Linked DNA regions of Sus scrofa: all the other regions are linked to region 1. Evidence: chromatin contacts called from public Hi-C and HiChIP or PLAC-seq data. All regions are on one chromosome and are shown on one strand. Each heading gives the region's core, a stretch centred on a gene start, on an enhancer-like site or on the middle of the called end of the contact. The rest is flanking DNA. Distances are from core to core; before and after follow the strand shown.

What was found. Hi-C and Micro-C count contacts between places; a contact is called where the count stands out from the background. HiChIP or PLAC-seq counts read pairs in DNA pulled down with a chosen protein or histone mark.
Region 2: a Hi-C map of embryonic fibroblasts shows a contact between it and region 1, with 2.4 times the contacts expected there. The contact joins the promoter of KLHDC10 here to the enhancer-like site in region 1. A contact is called at or near these places in 1 of 5 promoter capture datasets (fetal liver), 2 of 47 Hi-C or Micro-C datasets (embryonic fibroblasts and epiblast stem cells) and 1 of 2 datasets of contacts at active chromatin or transcription factors (alveolar macrophages).
Region 3: a contact with region 1 is called in an H3K27ac HiChIP or PLAC-seq map of skeletal muscle, with 3 times the contacts expected there. The contact joins two enhancer-like sites. A contact is called at or near these places in 2 of 47 Hi-C or Micro-C datasets (both in embryonic fibroblasts) and 1 of 2 datasets of contacts at active chromatin or transcription factors (skeletal muscle).

Annotation. Positions count from the first base shown.
Region 1 is chr18:18,490,261-18,494,453 of Sscrofa11.1, reverse strand. It overlaps CPA5 (carboxypeptidase A5), which reads left to right. Exons shown (of 12, transcript XM_021078824.1): 6 at 1-96; 7 at 1,293-1,394; 8 at 1,752-1,862; 9 at 2,291-2,381. Among named protein-coding and RNA genes, the nearest start is that of CPA1, 16 kb to the right of the region's middle. Within about 2 kb of position 2,468, at least 46 of the 83 cell types and tissues checked have an H3K27ac peak or open chromatin away from gene starts, as enhancers often do. A contact at or near this core is called in alveolar macrophages, embryonic fibroblasts, fetal liver and 1 more, where this site is marked.
Region 2 is chr18:18,721,160-18,725,352 of Sscrofa11.1, reverse strand. It overlaps KLHDC10 (kelch domain-containing protein 10), which reads left to right and starts at 2,263. Exons shown (of 10, transcript XM_021079115.1): 1 at 2,263-2,457. The coding sequence starts at 2,382.
Region 3 is chr18:18,652,267-18,656,459 of Sscrofa11.1, reverse strand. No RefSeq gene overlaps it. Among named protein-coding and RNA genes, the nearest start is that of TMEM209, 39 kb to the right of the region's middle. Within about 2 kb of position 1,694, at least 56 of the 83 cell types and tissues checked have an H3K27ac peak or open chromatin away from gene starts, as enhancers often do. A contact at or near this core is called in embryonic fibroblasts and skeletal muscle, where this site is marked.

The DNA of each region.
Region 1 (4,193 bases), core at 1,219-3,718:
ACCTGGATTGACAGTTTTGTAACTGAGCATTCAAATATTGTCTCAAAAATTCAGATTGGCCACAGCTTTGAAAATCGGTCCATTCTTGTTCTGAAGGTAAGAGCTGGCGGTGTTGACCATTAGACTGCCCAGTGAGTGCCTCTGGCATAAAGATTGAGCTCATGTGGGGTGGGGTTGTGGCTGCGTGGAAGTTTTAGGGGCAGGGAAGTATGCACTACTGGTCTGTGGTGAGCTACAAGCTTTAGAACAGTGGTGTTCAGGGACCCACCCTTGTAGGTGTGAACAGGTGGCAGTGCAGTGACCTGGCATGTCCTGGGTCGGGAATCTGGTGGGAGGGTTAAGGAGATGAAACTGCAGAGTGGCCGTCATCACCTTGGCCTTGGGATATGAATGTGGGTTAGTCAGCATTCTCCTGTTACCTCGGTTGGTTCATCTATTAAATGGAAAGAGAAACACGCAGAGGCCTCATTTACAAATGACTGAGGTCATCTGGTTCAGGTATCCCCACAGGTATCCCCACAGATAGGCCCGAGTCTATGAGGAGAATTTCCAGCCCTTCACAGGGGCCACTGGAAACAGAGTTTGAGTAAACTTAACTGTAACAGTACCCTTAGCCATGAAGGAGGCAGGATGGCTGAGAGTGTGGAGCCTACTAGAAAATGATTCTTCTGGGCCCTAAAGGGCACTCAGGAGTGTGGACCACTCTGGGCGTTTGACATCCAGCTCTCAGAGAAGACAGGTGCTGCTGCTCTAAACAATGCCCTGGCGGACCCCTCTGAAGGATCAAGTGGTCTCACCTAACTTAGGACTTGACTTCACCTGTGCCTGCTTTGTTTCCCTAGAGGCTGTCCATGTTCTCCCTTTAATATTGTCTAAGACCTTGCTACTCGGTGTGGTCCTTGGACTTGAAGCAGCAGCAGCATTCCTGGGAGTTTGTTAGAAATGTCTAACCTCAGTCCCCTTCCAGACCTACTGAATCAGAATCTGCATTTTAGTAAGATCCCTGAATGTCCTTTGATGTTTGAAAAGCACTAGTCTAAAATGTTTCCAAACCTGGGACATTCTCTGCTGGTTATATCACTTTGTTCTCCACCAGCGTCACTGTGTTGCCAGGGCCCCCATACATGGCACTTTATGGGCTCGTGCACAGGTTCCTGCACATACAGCCCTCCTCTTAGGAACATAGGCCTGCTCCAGGTAGTGAGGATACATCTGGAGCCTCCGTCCAGGCAGGGACAGCCCTGTAAGCTGTCTTGGTCCAAACTTGTTTGGTGCCTTTTGCTTTTCCCCAGTTCAGCACTGGAGGTTCTCAACGCCCGGCCATCTGGATTGACACTGGAATCCACTCCCGGGAATGGATCACTCATGCCACCGGCATCTGGACTGCCAGGAAGGTCAGCATGGATAATGGGGGCCGGGGCTGGGGCTGGGGCTGGGGGATGCTCAACTATTTAAGGCCACCTCCAGTTGAAAACTTATACTTGGTTTGTCTAATTCAGGCCACTCTCTACCCTCCTGCCCTTTGGAACAGCTGCCATGTGCTCTGGCCTTTTGCAGCCCAGAGCCCCCATTTATCCTCTGCTTTCTAGTATTTTAAAATCCACGCCCTTGGTTCTGCACAAGATGTATCTGATGGCCTGATGCCATTCCTGTGTCCGCCATTGGCTGTACAAATGTCCTGCTCTACCTGGGAGCAGAGCCCAGTAGTACCTCCAACCCTCACCCAGTACCCACTCTGCTCTTTCTTGCAGATTGTCAATAAATACGGCAAAGACCGCATTGTGACAGATGTACTGAACGCCATGGACATCTTCATGGAGATTGTGTCCAACCCTGATGGGTTTGCTTTTACTCATAGCATGGTGAGACCACCTGAGAGGGAGGGGCCCAGGCGTCAGCTCTGGGGGAATGGAGGAAAGGTCACTGTTGTTTTGGGCCGAAGTTCCCTGGGAGCAGGCCCCTCGGGGCTTCTTGCAGAGTCTCACTGAGGCAGGCAGTCTGCTCAGGTACCGAAGCTGCAGCTCTTACCCTCTAACCTCCCTCTTGCTGCCCAGGGAAGGCCACTGTTGGTTGGCTGTGCTCAGGCCTCTTTCTACACCCCAGCTTTAACCATAGAGCATCTGGTCTGCAGCCTTGGCCCAGCCCCATGCCAGCCCTTTCTGCCCTAGAGATTCTTTCCCTTTGCCTCTCCCTCTCCCACCAGACCTCCCCTCCTGGACTAGGATGTCAGGGACTCCTACCCCTGGGAATGGGCCCAGTGAATGAGGTCACCTGCCCGGCACTTTTTCAGAACCGCTTATGGCGAAAGAACAAGTCCAGCAGACCTGGAATCTTCTGCATTGGCGTGGATCTTAACAGGAACTGGAATTCGGGCTTTGGAGGTACCGCAGCCTGATGTGCTTGGGGGCAGGGCTGGAAAGGACTTGGTCCTTGGCACGTATCCCACACAGTCATATTATGTTGACTCATAACTGGGGAGGCTAGGCAGTTAGCTAATGCAAGTGAGTCATGGCCAGGGACAGGCAGGCACATGCCTAGGATTAGCCATGGGATATGAGGAGAGGTTGAATATGTGTATTAAATATGTATGTGCGCTAGTCCTTCATGGGAAACAGGTCCCTGCAAGGGGACTAACTGTGAGGGTCAAATCCTAACTATGACAGAGAAAGGCTTAGAGGGTCCAAAGTAGTCCTGCTCATTGTTCAAATCCCACAACGTATGTGTGCCCCTTGCCCCAAACCTCGAGCTCTTCCTTAAAGGGAGCATGCTATAAGAAAATACCTCCAAACTTATTCCCTGAGACCCTGTGACCTAAATTTTGTTCTGGGGAGGCCAGAACAAAATTTCAAATGTAGGATAGGCTAGTTCTTATCATCAACATTGACCTGAGCCTGGCTTTTATTTTTGACCCAATTACTTTGTGACCCAGGGCTGTTGGACTGGTGTTTATGTGCAGGGCTGTGTGAAACAAGGGAGGGGTGAACAGCTTCCTCCTGAGTTCCCTTGGTGTTCCTCCTGATTATCTCCTTGCCACTCCAGGAGCATAGGAACTAGATGGGGAGACCGAGGGCTCCAGAAAGCCCTGAGATGAGTATGTGGACCCTGGGAATACAGCAGTTTGATGGGTGGGGTGCTGGGTCTAGCCAAGACAGTCTCCAGAGCAGAGAGTTGTATGGGCACAGCCATGGGCCTCCAGATGTGGCTCCCACACTATACTGGGAGATCAGGGTTTGGCTCTACAAGAGGTGGTGCCATTGTTGTTGAAAAGAACATCTGCAGATGGTGGCCAAACCAACAAGACAGAACATTCGAGATCTGGGTACCCATTGCCTTGAAAATCTGTCTTGAGTCTGTTTTCATTGAAAAATAAGGATAGTTCTGAAGCATCTAGAGTGTGGCTAGCAGCCCACAGTGTGGGGGTTGCCTAAAAGTCTGTTTTTTTAACTGTTTGTGTAAAATTAGGTGTTTTTGCCTTCAAATAACCATACATTGCATCCATGTGGGCCCCTCAGAACTGGCTAAAGTGTGTGCAGTGCCCATGGACACTGAGACAGACTGGCTAGAAGACAAATTACCTCTTAAAGAAAATAACTTTTGTGGGTTTCACCACAGGAAAAAAAAAATTGGTATATACACAATGTAAAAAAAAAATGTGGAAAAAAAGCCCAGAGGGGACAAAAAGCTCCCATAATCCCACTACCCAAAGATTACTGCTTTTAATAATTTACCACGTCCTTCCAGCAATTTCCCCTTGCTACAAATTACATTTTTAGAGAAGGAAAAATAAATAGCTAATGAATCCATTAGCAGGTACTTGTGAAACAGGCAGGCTCAGAGGACTTTGACTATGAACGTCAGAGAGAGGCAGGCAGCTAATTCCCATTTGGTCAGGGGAAGATTAGTTTATTCTGCTTAGCTCAAACCAGAACTAATGGCCTGAAGTGTTTCTCCATATTTGGGCAAAGCCACCTGGTCGTTGGCAGGGGAACCGCTTTCCATGCGTGGGCTGCAAACGCAGACAAAGCTTTCAGCCTCCCCCGCTCTGCTCATCTGTTGCTATTTGTCATTCATCAAGTGTAGCAGGTGCAGAAGCTCCCAGCAGACACAACAAACAAGGCCACTGTTAGCTGGACGCACTCCAGCCTGTGAGGCCGCTTCTTACCCCCTTGTTCCTTCCAGGCACATCCCCCTTC
Region 2 (4,193 bases), core at 1,014-3,513, 230 kb before region 1:
TCTCTTTTTAACCTATAAATTTTTTTCCCTTCAAATCTCTTCTTCTATTTTTTTTGCTGAAGAGATTTGCTTGTTTATTGTGTAGATATCCATAGTCTTCCGGATTCTGCCTTTTGCATCTTTGGTTTTTTTTTTTTTTTTTTTTGCTCTTTGCTTTTCAGGGCAGCACCTTCGGCATATGGAAGATGCCAGGCTAGACACCAAATTGGAGCTGCAGCTGCCAGCCTACGCCACAGCTACAGCAGTGTAGGATCCCAGCTGAGTCTTCAACCTACACCATAGCTCACTGGCAATGCCGGATCCTCAACCCACTGGATGAAGCCAGGGATCAAACCTGCATCCTCATAGATACTAGTCAGGTTTGTAACCTGCTGAGCCACAACGGGAACTGTATTTTGAAAAAAATGTTCCTGGGTCCTTGAATTTCCTATAAACTGGTCATTAGAGGTAGACATCTGATGAGATTCAGGTTCAGTTTTTTCTACAAGGCTACTTCTTGGGCATGTTTATTTTCTAGAAGCATATAGGTCTCAGTTTTCATTTTGCGATAACACCAGTGGTTGATGTTCAATGTGTTGATCTCCGAATTCATCAGGGGTTGCAAAATGGTGATAGTTTGTCATTCGTTATTTGTTACTTGGACTATTCTTTTCTTTTTTTTTTTTTTTTTTTTTTTAGGGTCACACCCATGGCATATGGAAGTTCCCAGGCCAGAGGTTGAATTGGAGCTGTAGCCACTAGCCTACACCACAGCAACAGCAACGTCAGATCTGAGCCAGCATCTGCGACCTACACCACAGCTCCTGTTACCACCAGATCCTTATCCCACTGAGCGAGGTCAGGGATCAAACCCATGTCCTCATGGATGCTAGTCAGATTCCTTTCCACTGAGCCACTAAAGGAACTCCCGCTTGGAGTGTTGCTATGAAAAGAAAATTTTCTTCATCTACTATTTGATTACTCAGTGGTACAGATTCTTTAAAAATTAAGATTTATTAATTTTGATTTTCCTATCTTAGAACCTTAGAGCTTTTTTTTCATGTCTCATTTTTGTAAGCAGTGCTTTCTAATGCTTCATGGGTGAAATACTTCCACAGGGCCTGGAAGTAGCAAAACAAGGAGGCGGGGCCCTTGGGGGATGTGAAATTTGCACTAAGGGAATAGCATCATCAACTCAGCAGATTTTTTTTCTTTGCTTTTCTCTCCTATAGGAAGCGTCAAGCAAGAAAGAAAGGAAGAAAAACGTCCTCAGATCTAAGAATCTTGAAAAGTTTTCTTTCCCTCGAGGAATGTATATAATTTCCCCTTACCATTCAAACATCAGTAAACACTCTATTTTCCCACTTTGCCCCGCGCCCAGTAAGTTCAAAGCCAAACTCTGTTTAATTTTGGAACAATAGCAATTTCTGATCTGTACATCGACCTTTTCCTTTGATCCTGATTCTCAGTACCTGTTCCTGTCTTGCAGCTGATTCAAATTTTCTAAGAGCAAAAAGGAGTTTGATTGAACAAAAGCATTTACATAGCCATCAATCACCTATGAAAGAACCTTTTTCTTGGCGCTCTGTTCACTGCTGGATGTTATTTTAAAAAATCTTTACTAACTTCATAAGCCTGAAGTGGTTTCTCACTGGGGTCTTTAATTGCATTTTTATGATTACTGGTGAGGTTGAACATCTTCCCACGTTTGTTAACCAGGTTTAAAATTGTTTGCTTGCGACGTGGCTTATATTGAATTGAGGAGGAATTCCGCCAGTCGGCTGAAAGACAAGACAAATGAAACCTCATTCCCTTAGTTAAGCTTAGACTCCGCCCCTGGCTATTTTCCCCTCGAAGAGCGCTCTTTGTGTGTGTCAGAGAAAGGGATCTCAGTCTGTAAAGCGAGACACTGCATTGCCCCCAAATATGTGTAATATGTGCGCGTCCCGTTTCTGATTTAGGTGTTTATGCGGAAGAGTTCCCGAATCCTGAACTCCTCGAGTCAGGGCTGCCGCGGGGACTCTTTCTGCAGGCGTGGTCTCTCTCACTCGGCCTTCGATTGGCCCGCCTGATCCCGCCGGAGTCAACGCGATGCGGGCTGCCTTAACGCGGTGGATGTGAGTGATGAGTGGCTGCTTCTGCCTTTCTCTCCCCCGACTTTTTTTTTTTTTTTAGCCATAGCTATGGTTACCACGTCTCTCCCCGCCTCTCTCAACCTGCCAAGAAGACGATTGGCCATTGGCTGCCTGTCACCAAGTAAGTCAGTCATTGGTCGCTGGTGAGACCGGGCGCTCCCCCTTCCCCTGTCTCCCGGGTCTCTTGAGGAGCGCAGGAAGGAGGCTCCGCTAGTGCCGCCGGGCCACGGGCTGCCGCGACCGGGCTGCGGCAGTCGTTAGCGGGTCATGTCGGCCGCCCAGGGCTGGGACAGGAACCGCCGGAGGGGAGGAGGCGCCGCAGGAGGTGGCGGCGGCGGCGGAGGTAGCGGGGCCGGCGGGGGCAGTGGGGGCAGCGGGGGTCGGGGGACTGGCCAGCTCAACCGCTTCGTGCAACTCTCCGGGCGGCCGCACCTGCCAGGTGAGTCGTGGGACACGGTCCTGATAGCCCGCGGACGCGGCGGGAAGGCTACTGCTTCCTTTTCTTTTCTCCTTGGCTTTCTTTTCTTTGGGAGGTGGAAAGGCAGGCCCCGGGCGTAGCAGAGCGACCGGGGCTCAGAGCTAAGGAAAGGTGTCTTTGAGGTCAGGGAGGGAACAGGAGTAAAGCGGGAAAACAAAGTATTTTTGCTCTGTTGAAAGCTCTGTGCTGAGAGTTGTGTTTTCTTTTCAAAGGAGAGGTCGCTGTCTCATTGACATTCCCAAATGTTTCCTTACTCGATTCCCGGTCTCGTCCTCTTCCGCAGTTTGATCGTGTAAAAAAAAAGAAAGACATTGGCGCCTAGCTGTGGGAAATCATTTTTAAGGAGAGAAGAGGGAAGAGCATTCCAAAGAGAGATTTTGGAAAACAAAACAAAATACCTCGTGTAAAAGTTAGGCATTCTGAAACAAAAAAGGAGTAAGAAGGGTGGGTGGGAAACAGAACCGTGAGAATTAGGGAAAACTAGTAGAGTTATTAATATTTTGGAATGTCCAGAGACAGAATCGATAGTGTGTTTGAATTTTAACGGGAGGAAATGAAGATGAAAAATGTATAATTTTGAAGTGACAAAATTATGCTGTGTCTACCATATGAAAACAGATGGTTGAGAACTGGAATAATGTACCTCAGTGTGATTATTTCACGTTTTTGCCCACAATTTCCTATTCTTGTGTTGATATGCCTTGAAAATCAGACAAATCAAATCGATGTGTGTGCAGACAATTTTAAAGAGCTACATTTTGCAAGTGAATATTTAGCACAATAAAATGAAGGTGTACTACCTAGAGTGTCAAATATTATATTGGGCAAGCTTATTTTTGCCATAAAGAGAAAATGATGTGTTAATCATTCACCATGTTTTTGTAAACAAGATTGAGGTTGATTTTATCAGTGATATGTTTGTTTAACTGATGAATCTTGAGAATATGATGGTTTTTGAATTGTTTTTTGAATTGTTTTTGAATTGTGTTTACTACCGTGCCTTGTACTTATAAGTAGTCAAAAATTATCTTATTAATTCGAAGATAAAGGGAATTTTGCACTTTCACTGTGTCGATTGCTTATGTTTGTGATAAGGTTATTGATGTGTGCTGGAAATGCATATTAGTGCATTTATATGCGCCATTAAAATGAACAATGAAGCAGTTTTAGTCAAATATGTGATTCACCAGGAGCTGGGTTTGAGATGATAGTGTCAGACTAGATATTGCTAAATATGTGTTCTTTAACATGAAAAAGAAAAAGGGGAAATCTTTTTTCTTACCCCAACTTAATAGCATAACCTTTCATTTTTGTGTACTAGCAGGTTAGAAGATAAATCTCTTACCAAGGACTATCCACTAGTGTGTCCTCTACTACTGCAATCTTTAGGTCTTTGATCTTAGATTAATTATATCATAGTCTGCATATAGGCATTCCCAGGCTTCAAGAAACTGCTTGGTGCACTTCCCACTGCTACCACCTGATGGCAGTCGAAGCCATGATTTCTGATAAAGTGCTAAGGTGTGGAGCTATTTCTGCATTTTCTTAGCACACAAGGCCCAGAACAGCCATTTGGCCATAGGTAAAGATAAATGTGTTTA
Region 3 (4,193 bases), core at 445-2,944, 160 kb before region 1:
CTGTGAACCACGCTTTTTTTCCTCCTCCTTTTAGGCCAGCCCCCAGGCACACGGAGTTCCAGGCCAGGGATCAGATCCAAGCCGCAACTGCCATAACTCCAGATCCTTTAATCCACCCTGCTCCGCCAGGATGGAACCCGCGTCCTGGCTCTGCAGAGACGCCCCGCCGTGGGAACTCCCAAAGCACACTTCGAGAATCACTCTATAAGGAACACAAACCGAGGCCCTTCCCGGTAACAGTCTCTGGGAGGGAACGTTAACTGGGGGGGGTTAGGGTTCTACGGTGTAAGCCTCCTCCCCGGGGGGCACCGTCACCCCACGGCTGCCCCCACACCGCACACAACGCACAGTCACGTAATCCGCACCCAACACAGCCCACCCAACACCCGAGCCATCCACCTCACAAAAAACACACCCCACCCTCCACCCTGCACTCGCTCGCCCAGCCCACAAAGATACGAGGGGCCATTCACCCCTGTCTCAGGCCTATAATCTGTGACGCACGGCAGGGTGAGCTGGCCGCCCGCGCGGTGACGCAGGTGACAGGCTCGCTCTGCTGGCTTTGGCCTTTAGAGACAACGTGCGTCACCGCCTCACGACGAGCCGAGCCGGGGCTGCGCGGGCAGGTGAGGCCCGGCGGCTGCTGTTCCCTCCCCAGCTCGGCCGCTGAAGAGCCTCTTACCTCAGCGCGGCTGTGCTGATCTCATTCGCAGACGCAGAACATGGAGACGGGGGCGGAAAGCGCTGGGAAGGTGGACGCAGCGAGGCCCTGGGTCTCGGAAGTGCCCATAGCTCCGCGGAGGGACGCGGGGGGGCGAGAGGACCCTGAAGGCCCTGTGCAGGGTCAGGCGGGGGACAGAGGCCCGGCACGGGCCTGCCCCTGGCCGGTCCCAGGGCTGAAGAGGGCGCCTGCCCCCGCCCTCCATCCCCCTCCTCAGCTGGGGCAGAGAAATTTCTGGCAGGAGAAAGACAAGCAGGGGGGACCACCACGGAGTATGAAAAGCTCCCTCGTCCTCGGGAGTCGCGGGCACAGCTGTGGAAACGCTAACATCTGGCGTGTGGCCCCCGAGTAACCTCCTGGATCCCGGGAGGAGCTGGTGCTTGATTAACGCCTGGCCGGGAGGGCAGGTTAGAGGCCATGGCTGCCCTTCCTCGCTCCCCCTGCCCGGACCAGGCAGAGCGACAGCCCGCCTAGGGGTAGAATTTGGGCACAGAGGCTCCCCGGGCCGAGCTGGGCCTCCTGCAGCTGCAGAGGAGCGCGGCTGAGTTTCTGACCCCAGCCTGGGGCCTCCCCGCTCCGCCTCCCCTTCCCCCTCCCCCTCCGCTCCGAGGAGCTCCGGGACCACCGGGGCCTGGGGGCAGCAGGGAGGGGCTGTCGGCTCTGAATGGGATCTTCTAGAAATGGGGCCACAGAATGTTAGTCTTCCAGGTCTGTGGGGACCCAGGAGCCTGCGGGATGAGGGGCCCGACGGCTTGGGAAGCCACTGGCAGGTCTCCAGCTTATGGTAGGGGAGGCAAAACAGATGGGTTTCTTTTGCCCACACTCGCCAGGGCACCAGAAAACTCGTGGTCACCAGCCTAGGAGTCGTGGGCAGGCAGGACAGCCCGTGGTGCTGTGGCCGTGACCACCAGAGCCTCAGGGCGCGTCACGCAGGGGTGTCCTTTCCTTCCCGGAAGGGCACAGGCTTGGTCTTCCGCGAGGGCGGGGCTGCGGGGGCTGGAAGTAAGTCTGCTTCCCTCAGGCTCTTCAGAAGCCCCAGGTCCTCAGTGTGCGGTGCGGGAGAGGAAGAGGGACGGGAAAGGCGAGGGACTGAGGGCTGGAGGGTATCGGGCCTGCTCCGAAGGTAGCTGAGGCCAGCGGGGCCAGGGGCAGAGACACCAGCGGATTCTGGACTCCAGCCAGGAGCAGGTGGCCATCAGACCCCAGGCTTCCCGTCCCACCCCTTGAGGCCCCTGCAGGAAGCCTGGCACCTTTCCCGGCGCCAGCTGTGTAGCCTGGCACCAAGTCTGCACCCAGGAGAGCCCGCAGCCGGCGCTCTGCCCAAGGGACTGGATGCCTGACTCACTCCGTGCTTGCTAATCACTCCCCTCTCCGCCGTCTGGCATGGTGTCTCACACGGGCTTCTTTCCCCTGGAGAAAAGCGTGCCCATCTGACACCTCTGCCTGCCTGCTAACCATGACACATTCATCTGTCCTTGCCACTGCCTCTGCTCCGTGCAGCCCCCACGCCGCCCTCTCCTGCCTGCTGCCTCCTGCTCCAACCTCTGCCAGGATGACTGTGGGTGTGTCCATCCCCCACCCGGGCCAGCGTCTGCACCTGGCAGGCAGGCTGTGTCCAGCAGCCCACCTGTAACCTCTCTGCTTACCTCTACCGCAAATGGCACACACCCACTGCCTGGAGGAGTCTGAGAAGGGAGCATCAAAGCTCAGGGGCCAAGCCCTTCTTTCTCAGGCCACCACTCAGCTTTTCCATGACCAGTGGCACTTTTCCTAAAGGGAGCCAAGAACAGGGTGACTTCTGGTTTTGTCTCTGCTTTGCCCAGAGACCAGAGGAAGAGTCCAGCCCGAGTAGGCAGTGGGAGGTCCTGAGACTGTCCAGGATACTGGTGACCTGGCACCACAGAGCCAGCCTGATGGGGAAAATGACCCTGTCCTGTAGTGCTGCTAGGGCTCCCTGGGGACACAGTCCCCAGGCCAGACCTCTAGAGTGGGTTCTGGTACACAGCACCAAGCTGGACTCTGGGTACTCACAGACCCTTTCTGGGCTTCTGTGTCTTCTGTAAAATGAGACAATCCATCTGTTTGATCCCCAAGACACATCCACATTTTCTGAGCCTGACAAGGAAAAAAATCTCACCTAAAAGCTGAAGTAGGTTGAAAAGTCAACATTACTTGCCTGTGGGTTTCACAATATGTAACAGCTTCCTTCTTTTTTATTTTCAGGCTAAATATGGAATCGGCCTCATAGGCCTGTGACCTGGACAATCATACAGAACCCCATGCCTAGAAGGGGCCTGGGCTGGGTTTAATGATCTGCTGTGGCTGTCTTAAAAATCTTGATAGGAGTTCCTGCTGTGGAGCAGTGGATTAAAGTGCCCGGCTTTGCCGAAGCTGTAGCTTGGATTCAATCCCTGGCCTGAGAACTTCCATGTGTTCTGGGTGTGGGGCTATTAAACAAACAAACAAACAAACAAAAACAAAAAACCAACCAACAAACAAAAGTCTTGATAATTTTTTTTTGACCTTGCCTGTGGCATGTGGAAGTTCCTGGGCCAGGGATCAAAGCCCTGCCACAGCAGTGACCGGAGAGGTCTTGATAATTTTTGAACTAGGGACCCACATTTTCATTTTGTACTGCATCCTGCAAATATGAAGCTGGTGCTGGCTAAAAATACCCAGAATGTTGGTCAAGAAGCAGCAGCATGGTTGTGTCTGGCCTTTGCTCTATAGAATTTTGGCATCTAGAATACAGAAATGTTGAACACACCCTCATTTTTGAGTGCCTGGGGAAGGGGAAGAGGGTGAGCCGATTAAGGAAGTACTTGGTGAGAGTTAAATCGTTCAAGGCGACTTGGAGTCCCATATCCACAGTACTGTCCTTGGAGTCAGGCACAAGCCAGGGCTCTGCAATTGGTTCAGACATCTACTGCAGGGGAAGATGACTCCTGTCACCTAATCTCCATCCTCTGCTTCTCCCTGTAGTGCTAGGATTATTAGCTGGTCATGGCCCCCAAGACAACTTTCCCCAGATTCCTTTGCAGTTAGTTGTGTCTGTGTCATCATGTGATGAAGAGCTGGCCAATGGGCTATACCTGCAAGTGTTTGCTACCACTCAGTTGGTGTGTGCCCTTTTTTCTGAGTTGGATTTTTGATCCATAACATAGTAGAAGTTTTACACCTTTAGAATAGGATCTGAAAGAGAAAAATATATGCTTAGTTGTTATCATTTCATAATAGAAATTTAAGAGTGAATTGGCACATAGGTACCCTTTAATGTTTAGTTCTTCAAACAGGAAGCTGCAAATAGCATCCCATCTCCAAAAGGGATACTGTTGGGGGGAGCAGTAAAATGATAGGTAGGTGTAATGAAGAAGCAACTGAGGGATGGGGGTTGGCGAGTGAGTGACAGGGGTGTTGTTTGAAGGGTGGCACGAAAAGCTCCGAGGAGGCAATGTTTGAGCAGAGGGCTTAG